Regions from separate parts of the Mus musculus genome. Here region 2 is linked to region 1. Evidence: chromatin contacts called from public Micro-C data. All regions are on one chromosome and are shown on one strand. Each heading gives the region's core, a stretch centred on a gene start, on an enhancer-like site or on the middle of the called end of the contact. The rest is flanking DNA. Distances are from core to core; before and after follow the strand shown.

Region 1 (5,783 bases), core at 1,207-3,706:
GGTGTCTTGATCAAATAATTAAATATGAAAATATTTTTAAATTTAATTTTTAATTTAAAATAAGTAATTGCCTTCATTGCTTCAAGGCATCAGTTAGGCCTTTTTAAAAGTTCCCATATCCCCCACTATCAGGAGTTTTAATTGTGGGATCTTTTTATTTAATAATGCAATGCACTTATTAAAAGTGCTTATGCATGTTAGGTATACTTATTATTATTGTTGTTAATTATTCTTATTATTCTTCTATTTACTAGACACCTGTGGACAAAAAATAAAACCGCGCAACAGAGAAACCGCAGGGAGGCGGGGCTGTGCAGCCAGGCTCAGACAGGCAGAGGCGCACATGCGCACTGGAGGCAAACCTGAAGGGAGGGGTTGCAGCCCGCATTGCGCAGGCGCAAGCAGGCTGGGGGAAGGCGGGGCTCTGGGCCACCTTGGAGGAGCTCTGGGAGGAGCTGAACAGTAAGAGAGGCGGGGCCTTGGGGGCGGGGGCTAGGCAGGCCACCTCAGAGGAGGCGGGCCTTGGGGGTGGGGACCAGGTAGGCTGGCTCTAAGGCGTCAGCACTTGGGAGGTTGGGCCTGTGGAAGCATGTTCTGGAAAAGCGCGCGACAGGCGAGGCGCGCGGCCTCTCTGCAGATGAGGCAAGGCTAGATGGGCGGGGCAGGTCTGAGACTGGCTACAACAGGGCTGCAGAATGACTGCATGCCTCCCCCCGCCCCCCTACCTCCCCAGACCCCTCCCACCAGCTCCCAACCACCAGATCCCTTCCGTGCAGCAAGAGTGAATCCCCCACCTCCCACCGTCCCATCATCTCCCACCTCCCATCATCTCCCACCTCCCATCATCTCCCACCTCCCACCTTGGCTTCGTGCCCACCCAGAAAACCGGACAGTTTCCACAAACTGTTGCTGGACACCCATTCGTGTCCCCAAGTCCAGTGCACCGTCACCGTCACCTCAATCAATCACCACTAGACAAGGCAGGCCATTCCGCCATCTCCAAAATCCAGCACCCCTCCACTCCACTGCCATAAGCAGGAGTTACGTGGGCAGAATGTTAAAACCAATTTTGGCCTCCCAGGGCTCCATTTTGTTTACCACCAGCACCACCACCATCATGCAGATAGCCGTCCGACAGGAAAACGGAGCCAGTTTTGACCCGAAAGGTGAACTGTGTTGTCCCCTCACCAAGGAGAGATACGTTCTCTCGTCTTCCCAACGCTACTTTCTGTGTCACTTAAGAGGCTGCAGGTCTTATGCCTGTGCCGCAGTTTGTAGCGCATTTTCTAAATTCACTCTTGTTGCGCTTTTGCGTTTGGTTACTCTCCTGCAGCTTTCCAAATTGAATACGTGAAACACGAATCGGTTTTGGGTATCACCGTAGTTCGGGCTGGTTTGTGGCGCATGAAGCGCCCCGTTCGCCCCGTTCACAGGTTCGCCTGTTCGCCCGTTTCATTTGCTCGTTCGTACGCTGAAGCGCATGAAGCGCCCATTAGTACAGTGAAGCGCATGGCGCGCCCATTAGTACAGCGAAGCGCATTAAGCGCTCATTAGTACATCGTAGCACATGAAGCGCCCATTAGTACAGCGAAGCGCATGAAGCGCCCATCAGTTCGTAGCGTGTGAAGTGCCTATGAGTATTTTGTAGCGCATGAAGCGCCTATGAGTATTTTGTAGCGCATGAAGCGCCTATGAGTATTTTGTAGCGCATGAAGCGCCTATGAGTATTTTGTAGCGCATGAAGCGCCTATTAGGATTTTGTAGCGCATGAAGCGCCCGTTAGTTTATCACAGCGCAAGACGCGGCCGTCTGCAGTGCAATCCGTTCGTAGCGCGGCACTTAAGAGTGCAGAGCCAGTCACTTTGCAGCGTATTTGGGGAGCTCATCACAATTCGGTCAGTAGCTCATGTGCGTCTGCAGCTCATCGCTGTCCGCAGCTCATGTGTCTACCGACCATTTCTGGACGCGAGTCGTGGAAACCGAATTCGCGGACCCGAAGCCGTGAAGACTTGCTTTCCACGCTCTCGTCTCAGGATCTGGCCACTGAAGGCTTGACAAAATTTGCGAGGAGATATTTTGGGGGGCGCTACTTTTATCTCCCGCAGCTCCCGATGTAAAACGGGGATTGCGTGTGACCGTTTTCTTGGAGTTAAAAAAAAAAAAAAAATCCTAACCATACTCACCACACGAGGATTCCTCTGCGATGCCACGAAGGATGAGGGGTCCCGCGACGGCCCGGTCCACTGGGTGACCGCGGTCCGGAGAAGGCTCCGGACCGCAGCCCGCGCAGCAGACCTAGGCGAGGCTCGGTGGACCTTCTCGGTTGGCTGCTCTCCCCAGGTCGTAGTTGGTCAGGATTCTTCGACACACACCAACTCAAGTTGGAAACGCGTGTATCGGGAGTCCGGACTGCTTGCCTTATATAGAGAGATCCTAGGAGGGGGGGCGCCAAATCCCAGCGTGCTTCGCGAGCAGCGGGGGCGGAGGGGGGCGCGTGGGCGGGCGCCTTGGGGGATGGGGTGGGGGCGCGGCATGCACTGCTTTGGCCCGCCGCTAGGGGCAGCATGGGCTCAGGAAGGGGGGGTGCGCGATGCTGAACTGGCCAAGCTGGGAGGAAAAAAAGAAAGGGAGGGGAGGGGAGGATCGAGGACGGTTGGCTTAGGCAGGCCAAGAATGCTATTATTCTGGTGGTGGGAGCTGGGAGACCCTTGTGCTTGGACGGGAAAGGGTCGGGGGACACTCAAGATGAGCCCCGCGACCACTGGCACATTCTTACTGACAGGTTAGTGGCCTGCGCGCGACATGGAGGTTCAGGGGCCCACAGGCCGCCGCCTCACACTCCCCCACTCGGGTTCCGGGGTACCAGGGCGTGCCCAAAGGGTGCTAGTCCCGCTCTATGCCCAATGCCTCCCCCTCACAGCACCCCTCTTTCAGGACACCCTGCAGCCCACCTTTTGGGCCAAGTGGGTCCCTCCCCAGGCTTGACCCCTGGCCTTCTCTTTCTCTCTGCACCCCCACGGCCCCTCCCTGTCCAGCAGGGCAGGAATTCAGCTCCAGTTTCCATTAAGAAGGGCGCCCCTCCTCGCCCCCCCAGCCTAGTGGTGGACATCTTCTGATCCCTGAAACAGACTTGGGGGGTCGTTGCCCCTCGGGGTGGGGATGGGGGTTTTATCCCACAATTGAGACTCCCTGGCCTAGATGTGAACCAAAGGACATGTCTGGCCAGCTGCTTTCTCTCTTACACAAAGATGTACATCTTTTCTCATTTTCTGGGATCTGGTTGAGAGAGAAAAAGACCACCAAAATGTGACATTTAAAAGATCGAAGCCCCCCCCCCCCCGCGCGCTTTTTTTTTTTTTTTTTTTTTAAAGCATATTTCCTGGTGGCGCGAACCTGATTTTTCCTTAGGTTTTACCGAACACGGAAGCAGGATCATGAAATTCTGGGAGCCAAACGGCGGTGTGCAGGTCAGGGTCAACCATGGCTGGGGGCCAGAGATGCTGCAAACAGCACCCATTGCCCTACTAAATACGTTACGAAGGGAAAGCAAGAACAATTGAAAACAGCTGTGGATGCTTCCAATGTTCTTGGCGGGCTTTGGAAGCCTTCAGCTACGGACTTTGTGAGGTTTACACGGAGACCTCAGCTTCCCCCCCCACCCCGCGCCGTTTTATGTTTCTAAATCTTGTGGGTGAATGAATGTTTTGGGGAGCAGTAACTGTAGGTTCAAACCTTTGAAACAGGTCACCGAGACTCAGCTCCAAGCATTTCCTTGGCTTGAAACATAAACCTGTAAATTTTTTTTGTTTGTTTGTTTGTTGTTGTTGTTTTGTTAGAGAAATTTGCAAAGGAACAAGGCATTCAAATACTGACTGGGAAAGGATGTTAAATAAAACCTTAATTCGGATTCCCACCTAAGCTGCTCAAAGTCTTAGGTGCTGAGAAAATTAACAATCTGTTGCTAATCTTTGTCAAAAAAGTTAAGGTTAAAAGGAAAATCAAATTGTCTACAACTGAGTTAGATTTATAAATCACAGATGAAACATATTTGTTTTTTAAAGACTAAAACTGAGCATATTTCAGCAATACTTCTGCAGCATTTTTTTTCCTTAAAGGAAAAACAAGACTTTGACCCATTGTGAACGACAGGACCCTGCGCTGTACAAAGCATTAAGCTTTTTAGCACTAAGCAAAACTCATTCATTTCCTGGGAATCTACTTATTAGAAATTAAATGTTGACCTCCAGAAATAAATAAGTGCAGATTTCCAAGAGCAAAGGACATTTATCTAGGAAATTGGGCGAACATAATCATTACTTTTAATTTAAAAGTGTTTATCCTTTTCTGCAAGACAGACTGATTCCAGGATTTTAAAACAATGTTTATTTAACAGTCCCTGTTCCGGTGACTGCGGGACTCTCATATGCTTACGAGCAATTTCTTTCACCCTCAAAGTTAATTCACCAAGCTGTTCACTGAGAGCTTTTTAAGAGTTCACTTTTAAAAAACTGACACTTACAGAAAACATGGATCTAAAAAGTAAGGAAAATTCAAGTTTTAAAAATCACCCATCTTTCAGAGCTTAAATTTATTTGACTTTTTCATTTCAAAATGTTAGCCAGTATTTTTATTTTTTGATTGATTGACGGCCTAAAAAATAGATATGGCTTTGTTGGTACTTGTGTAATAATAGTAATTCTCTCTCATGGTCCAAGTTCCAGAAGGTACCTTACTAAGGCAACCAAGATCACCTGTGACATCCTTGGCTTGCTCTGGTGTCGGCAAAGTGCGGTTTGCCCTTCCAGACTTCCCTCTATGCTTACAGAGGGATCTAAAGAATATGGGTTTTTATAGGGTTGTATATACTTTTTTTTCTCAAAATTAAATATTGAATCAAATTAATTTCTTCCCCTGTTTTCTTTCCAAGTAGTGGATTTTGAGCATCAAATAATACTAATTTTACAATTTTCTTTAAAAATAAGCAACATTAAATTAATATTTCCTGATTGAGGTATATGAACAGCAACAACACCTAAGTATTTCAAACCAACGAGCTGAGCCGTGGCTCCCCGCCTCAGGATTATCACATGGAGATATAATTCTGATCAATATCCTTGATGCTTTTTAATGCTTGATACACCTTTTTTTTTTTTAACTTTATTCAAATTATAGTTCTCCTAGGGAAAAGGCAATAGCAGCTGTTTAGGTAAAACTTTCTTGCTAGCTGAAAGAACAAACAATATTTAAGTGAATAGACAAAATTAATTGACACTTGAGCATTTAACTAACATTAAATACCAATATGTCCTAATACTGATAGATTGATAGATAAGATCTTAAGCACTTATGGTATTTACTATCCAGGTGACTTTTAAGATTTTTTTCCCCCGTGTGGATTATTTTGTGCCGGCTTTTCACAAGGGTGAGTGAAGCTACGCCGTGTTACTATGCATCGTTCACTTCACTAGGTAACTAGCTGCTCTTTGTATTGGAACATTTTATCCATTTTTGAAGAGTGCTCAGGAGCTATCATCTCTTGCTTTACCACCATTTTTAGTTCAGAGTGGAGTGACAGAACTCTGTATTAACACTAAGCAGGATTTTGACATCGCACATCTTCTGTTTATACATTTTACCTATTTTGTGGCAATTTGCCCCGTATCTATGAAGCTGTTGATTTATCTCTTATATTTAGGATAAGTTCTAGAGGAGTAAGAAGGTTTATAGTTCAAAGCTAAGGTAGAGATTTCACAAGACAAATAATAGACTACCTATTTGGGCAT
Region 2 (5,783 bases), core at 1,479-3,978, 2.1 Mb before region 1:
AGTTCTCTTGACTGCTGGCTTTTGAGTGCAGGCTGATATACTCACCTATGGGCCCCTTTCTGTGAAATCTGAAATGTCCAGTATACTTTTCAGGTCAGCAGGACTGTTTATTATCTGTGGTGTCCCAGGCCGTGATTTGGGGAACATTCTCTTTGTTTCTCAATTCTGTCAAGTTCTGTGCTCCAGGGAGGTACCTCAGCCTGCACTATTTGGTACCAGAATGATTCAACTACAGAGCTTAATGCAATCTTCAGAAAGTCCTGTCTTACCCATCCCGGAGTGAATGGCTTACACATGGATGTCTTTATTAAGCTGCTAGAGTCTAACTTTTGCTCCTGGTCTCAGCTCATAAGTTTCCTTCCTATGACAATGAGTTGAAATTAATATTAATTCCTAAGGGTCACTAAAGGGTCCTTAAGAAAGGCCTTATTTTGCTTCTTAGCTGGATACTACACACACACACACACACATACACACACACACACTTGTTCTACTTCGTGTTATTCTGCTCTGGAATAAGATTTGATTGAATTTGTTCACCAAAAGATCCTAGGCTCAGCTGGGGTCGCAGAGGGTTGGTGTATATGCAAATCCAATTCAGTATTCAATACCATGTCATTTGTTCCAAACTGTGTGATCCCAGGAAAGTGCACAACTGGAGCACGGGCATTTGTCATTTAGCTCCTTCCATCCTTGGTTGACTAGGCCAAGAATTCCTCCTGGTATGCTCTCTGCACGGTTATCAAGCAGGGCCAGCATTTCAGGGGTACTTGGGCTTCCCGGGAATTACCTGTGTTTGTGTCAGTCCTAAGGAAGCAGCCAGTTCGGCTCTCTCGGGAAGGGCCAGGTATTGAGTCTGCTGAAAGCGATGGTTTAAAGCCTGGAGCTGCAGGCTGGAATAAATGGTCCGAGGCTTCCGAATCTTTTTCCCCTTTCCGTTGAACCTGATTTCCCCGTTTTCGATCACTGTCGTTTTTTGTTGATCTGTAAGCAAATGACACAGAGGAGTGGTCACCCGCGAGGCCACTACTGCCTTCTCCCTTCATGTGACAAGGCTGGCAAGGAGTTTCTCCCAAGTTTAAAAAGAGTTCCTCGTAATATCCCCGCTATACCACTGTGGGCACGTGCCCCCAGAGGCTGTGAAAGCTTCCCTCCGACCGTGTCTCCAACACTAACAATGCATTATGATAGTGGATCGAATCTAGGAAGCCCGGGGCATAAAAGAGACGCTCCGCAACAGCGGAGACAGCGCAGGCCGCTTTCCGAAGTCCGTGGCGCTGTAAGGCTTCTCTTCTCTGGGCCCGAGAGCGGTTTCTTGGCCTGGCTTTTCCCAACGCCTAAAGCTATACCAGAACCACCCGGTTGTTTATGTGACCAGTTAGTTTTGTGTCACCCAGCTGCAAGCTTAGTGCTTTAAGTCCCTTCTGTATGTTTGAAATGATTCTGCTCGCGTGTATCAAAGCCCAGACACAGAACACAACCAGGAGCTCAGAGCAGCTCCAGAGCAGGCTGAGACTCTCTGGACAACGGAGAGCTATCAACCCCAGGCCCTCTGCTTCACTTCCAAGAACAAAGGAGCAGCCAAAGTACTACTGAAAACCCAGAGAGAGGGAGCCAGGTCTGGGGACGTGGGGGGGACACCTCAAAGCCCACGAGGGAAGATTTTAAAAGCAAAACAAAAACAAAAGACAAAACCCAATGTCACTAGTATCTATCGGCTGCAACAGCTTCGTTCCAAGTCACCAAGGGGCACCAAGTGCCCCAGGCAAAGTAGGCCACCGCTCTCCCAGCGTTGAGATGGGAAGCCTTAACTAGCCCTTCAGTCCTGGCCCAGAATTGTCTCCAGTTCTGATAAATGCGGGTCCCAGCAGAGAGGGAAGGGACAAGGTAGAGGGCACACAGACCTGGTGGGCTGGAGGGCGCAGTGGGGACCGTAGAGCCAGGCTAGGGCACAGCCTGGAGGCTCAATGGGAACCACAAGCAGGAGGCGGAGGAGCCAGCGGGCCTCGGGGTGAGCCAGCCGGGGGTCCACGGCGGCGGGAAGGGGCCGGGCAGGGAGAGGCCGGCAGGCAGGCGCCAGGCGATCGGGAGCCCACGGGGCCCGACTGGGGGCGCACGGGGCCGCCCGCAGGAGGGGGCCGGCGGAGGCCCCGGCGTGGAGGAAGTGAGCGGGGCGGGAGGGGTCGGAGGCAGTGGGGAGGCGGGCGAAGCTAGCTGCCTAAGCGGCCTCTCACCTGTGTCGTCCCCGCGCGTCTGGGCGGCCGCGCTGCTGTTGTGGTAGGACTGGAGGTAAGGGCTGTGCTGCGAGTGGCTCATGTAGGGGTAGGCGGCGAGCGATCGGTGGTTGTAGGAGTTGCCTCCGCTCGACGCGTAGGGCGAGCCGTGGTGGTGGTGCTGGTGGTGGTGATGGTGGGAGCCGGCCGCCGCCGCCGCCGCCGCGGCCGAGTGCAAGCAGTGCAGAGGGTAATGTGCGCCTGCCATGGCCGGGGAGGTCTGCTGCGAGTGCGGCTGCGGCGGCGGCGGCGGTGGCGGCGGCGGCGGCTGCTGTTGCTGCTGCTGCTGCTGCTGTTGCTGCTGCTGTTGTTGCTGCTGCTGCTGTTGCTGCTGCCCGAACTCCATGAAGGCGGATTTGGACGAGTCCTGGCCTTCCAAGCCGTCAGCCATCGTAGTCATGGTCATCATCAAAACTTTGGGGGCTGGAGAAAGCCTTCTCCCGGGTTTCTTTCACCCTCCCCCACTTGGCTCGCACCGCTCTCCCCTTTGCAGCCACCTTAGCTCCCGGGATCCTTGCAAAAAAATAAAAAAAATAAAAAATAAAAAAAAATTTAAAGGAGGGGGCAGAGGTGGTTCTCTTCCTCACTCTTCTCTAATATATACATATATATATTTAATATAAAGAGATATAGTGAGCAGGGCCTTGTTAACCCAAAGGGAGGAGGAAGGGGGAGGGATGGGAGAGGAGAGGGGGGAGGGGGAATCTGCTCTCTTCTCCCCCCCCTTGCTTTTCCCCCCTTGGATTTTTGGGGGCTGGTGCAGTTTAAAGCAGAGATTTTAAGGTGGATTCTGCGAAAGTTGCGCGTCTGCTTTCAGACTTGATGCAGACGCCACGAGTCGAATGGTTTGTCTCCAAAGGGCAGCGCCTTCCTATTGGTCAGTCGCCCCCTGACGTCACAGGCGCACCGCTTCTACTGGCGTGTGCGCTGCTTGTGGAGTTCTTCGCCTACCTTAAGCAACTAACTACAAGCTCAGCCCAGAGGTGCAACCTGGGGCCGCCCGGAGCTAAAGGGGAGCAGCGGTGGAGGGAGGCGCCCGGTAGGCTGCAGACGCATCCTGTCGAAGCTCCAACCCTGCTCCAAGCCCTTGTTTCCAGGCTTGGAGACTCGGAATAGCCTGGCTGGAGGCTGATCGCTTTCAATTCATTTGCACCCTTTCAGGTTGCCTGTGTTCAGAAGCAGTGGCCCTAGCATTTAAAACCAGATCCCCCCCCCTTCACTTGACTTTCCCCCTCCCTCAGGACCCCAACTCTACTCCCAAGGGAGCACTTTTGCACTGTGGGTTTTTCCAGAAGTACTTTATTAATGCCATTGATGGAAGAAAAACCTCTATATCTGGGCTCCAACTCATGGCAAGGGTCGGGGATAGTAAAGAAAGAAAAATCAGACCCTGCTCTGTTGAGATTCCTGTTGTTTTCGGCCCTAGTTCCTATATATTGACCCCCCCCCCCTCAACAGAGGAGGAATACCAACTACCCCCAGAACGCAGCAGCCTGCTCTGAAAGCGAGAGTCGTTGGAGGGCTGACAGGAATGCATTTTCTTCCTATTGAAAACAGAAGCTACTGTAATGCTTTCAAATATATGCAAATGATACATGCGGTTAGTGGTTTGGCAAATCTTGATTACAATATAAACTACCCAAGTAAAAGTGCCTTCGTCCTAAATTTGTCTCTCGATTACAATTCCAATTGATTTTATTTTATTGTCAACATTGTTAATGATAAAAATAGAGTCGTTTTACAGTTATTTTTACTTTCTGGAAGGAGGCAATTAGAGTTCTAATCAGGAATACACAAAAATCTCCCATGATTAACTGCAGTACTTTGTTCAAATTGCTGCTATAAAATTCAGAACAATTTGCCTGTAATGATTATGGACTGGGTTTATTTTGGGAGGTGGAATAAAAGTGGATATAGCATAAATTATCCTCTAATTATACACCAGTGTCGCTTCAATTATCCTCTTATCAAAATGGTTGTCTAACTGCCGCATTTAGTTTCAATTCTCTCCTTTTTTTCTATAAAAAGAACTTCATACCTTGTTATTATTAATCCATTTATTATTTGCAAGGGGGTTTATATCCGCACATCCAGGTGGTAGAACCACTTCTGTTTCAAAGATGGACTGGGGAAAGACATTAAGTTTGGAGCAGCTCAGTGCTACGGATCTAGCCTCTCTCCCTCGGGTCTCCAGACTCACTTGGTCCAAGCTGCGGAGCAGGGACAGCGGAGCTCAGGCGGCCACGTTCAGGCCCAGCCACCAGGTAGGAGAACCGGATCCAACTCTAGGCTTGGGGAGGGACAAGCAGGTCCGCACCGGGTCGCGTCCTGGGGCGGCAGGTAAGCTCTAGGAGCTTGCGGGGCCAGATGATAGAGACTGGGTGGGAGAAATCTGAGGACCCCATCCTACCCCCCTGGGCTCGGTGCCTGCTTTCAGTGGGTACAGGGAACAAACTGTGAGCTTTTGGCCACAAGAGGAAATGTGTGGGGTAGCAACCTTGTGTGGTGGTGTGTCTGGAGGTTGCGGAGGAACTAGTCTGTCTTCTTGGGAAAACTACTGGATCGTTTTTGCACCGTATGTTGTCTGTAGCCCATAAGCTACACAGCCCCAGGAATCCTAGAATGAGATTTGTGGTGCTGTTTGCCACTAGAACTCCGGGAAAGGGTGATAGTAGACAGAGCCTCACAATTTCCCGTGGCGCAGGAGTTACTGACTGCAGCTTATGTTAATTGATTTCCCCAGCTAGCGGCCCGGGGTCTCCTGGTACCCTCAGGCCAGTTTGCCTTTTCTTTTTTCCTTTCTTTCCTTCGGAGGCTCGTGGCCAGCCGGTTTTCTCCAGAGTTTCGCCCGCAGCTACATTGGCGCTCTCTTCCATTACCCAGCCCGCCACGCTTAACTTCTCGAGTCCCGGGTGCCGGTTCAGTAACTCTGAATTCATTTTTAAGTGGCTCCCTTGTTCCTTCCCTTTTAACAAGAGGTGCAGTTTAACACGCGAACCTGTAACGCGATCCGTGCGTTTACATATCGGCAGTGAATTAAAACAACAACATCTTCTGGGAAAATGAAAGATAGGCTGGGTAAGGTAGTGGTGGGGTGCTGAAGGGGAAGTCAGGGAAAGAGAAGCACCCTCTCCCCCGGCGGTGCACCCGGGCTGCGAGCCCAGCTCGTAATGTCCTCAAAGCCAGCAGATAGACATGGCAGTTTTATTGCTCTATACCCTGCAGCTTGCTGTTAACACGATGGAGGCGTTTCTCTCGTTTGCTTTTCTGTGTCTCTGCCGTAATGTTCGCAGGTGCACTGCTTTGCCCACTAACTCTGATAGCATCTGGATGACGGTGGTGGGGCCGGGAAATGTCCTCTCACCACCAAGCGCCAGATTCAAGGCGCGCAGCAGTGTCTGTTTGCAAAGGGATTTCCCCGTGTTTGTTTAAAGTGTGAAGAAGCCGCGATGGCTGGGATTGTCCGTTTATGTGTCTCTCCGTTCCTGGGGGTGCACTGTGCAGCTAGAG

What was found. Hi-C and Micro-C count contacts between places; a contact is called where the count stands out from the background.
Region 2: a Micro-C map of embryonic stem cells shows a contact between it and region 1, with 12 times the contacts expected there. The contact joins the promoter of Dlx6 here to the promoter of Peg10 in region 1. A contact is called at or near these places in 2 of 484 Hi-C or Micro-C datasets (both in embryonic stem cells) and 1 of 115 datasets of contacts at active chromatin or transcription factors (astrocytes).

The regions. Positions count from the first base shown.
Region 1 is chr6:4,743,979-4,749,761 of GRCm38.p6, reverse strand. It overlaps Peg10 (paternally expressed 10), which reads right to left and starts at 2,456. Exons shown (of 2, transcript NM_130877.2): 1 at 2,184-2,456. Sgce (sarcoglycan, epsilon) reads left to right here and starts at 2,558. Exons shown (of 11, transcript NM_011360.3): 1 at 2,558-2,782. The coding sequence starts at 2,674.
Region 2 is chr6:6,860,279-6,866,061 of GRCm38.p6, reverse strand. Dlx6 (distal-less homeobox 6) reads right to left here and starts at 2,728. Exons shown (of 4, transcript NM_010057.2): 1 at 2,235-2,728; 2 at 791-984. The coding sequence starts at 2,682. The region is part of intron 1 of Dlx6os1 (distal-less homeobox 6, opposite strand 1); the gene reads left to right. It overlaps Dlx6os2 (distal-less homeobox 6, opposite strand 2), which reads left to right and starts at 912. Exons shown (of 1, transcript NR_002839.2): 1 at 912-2,265.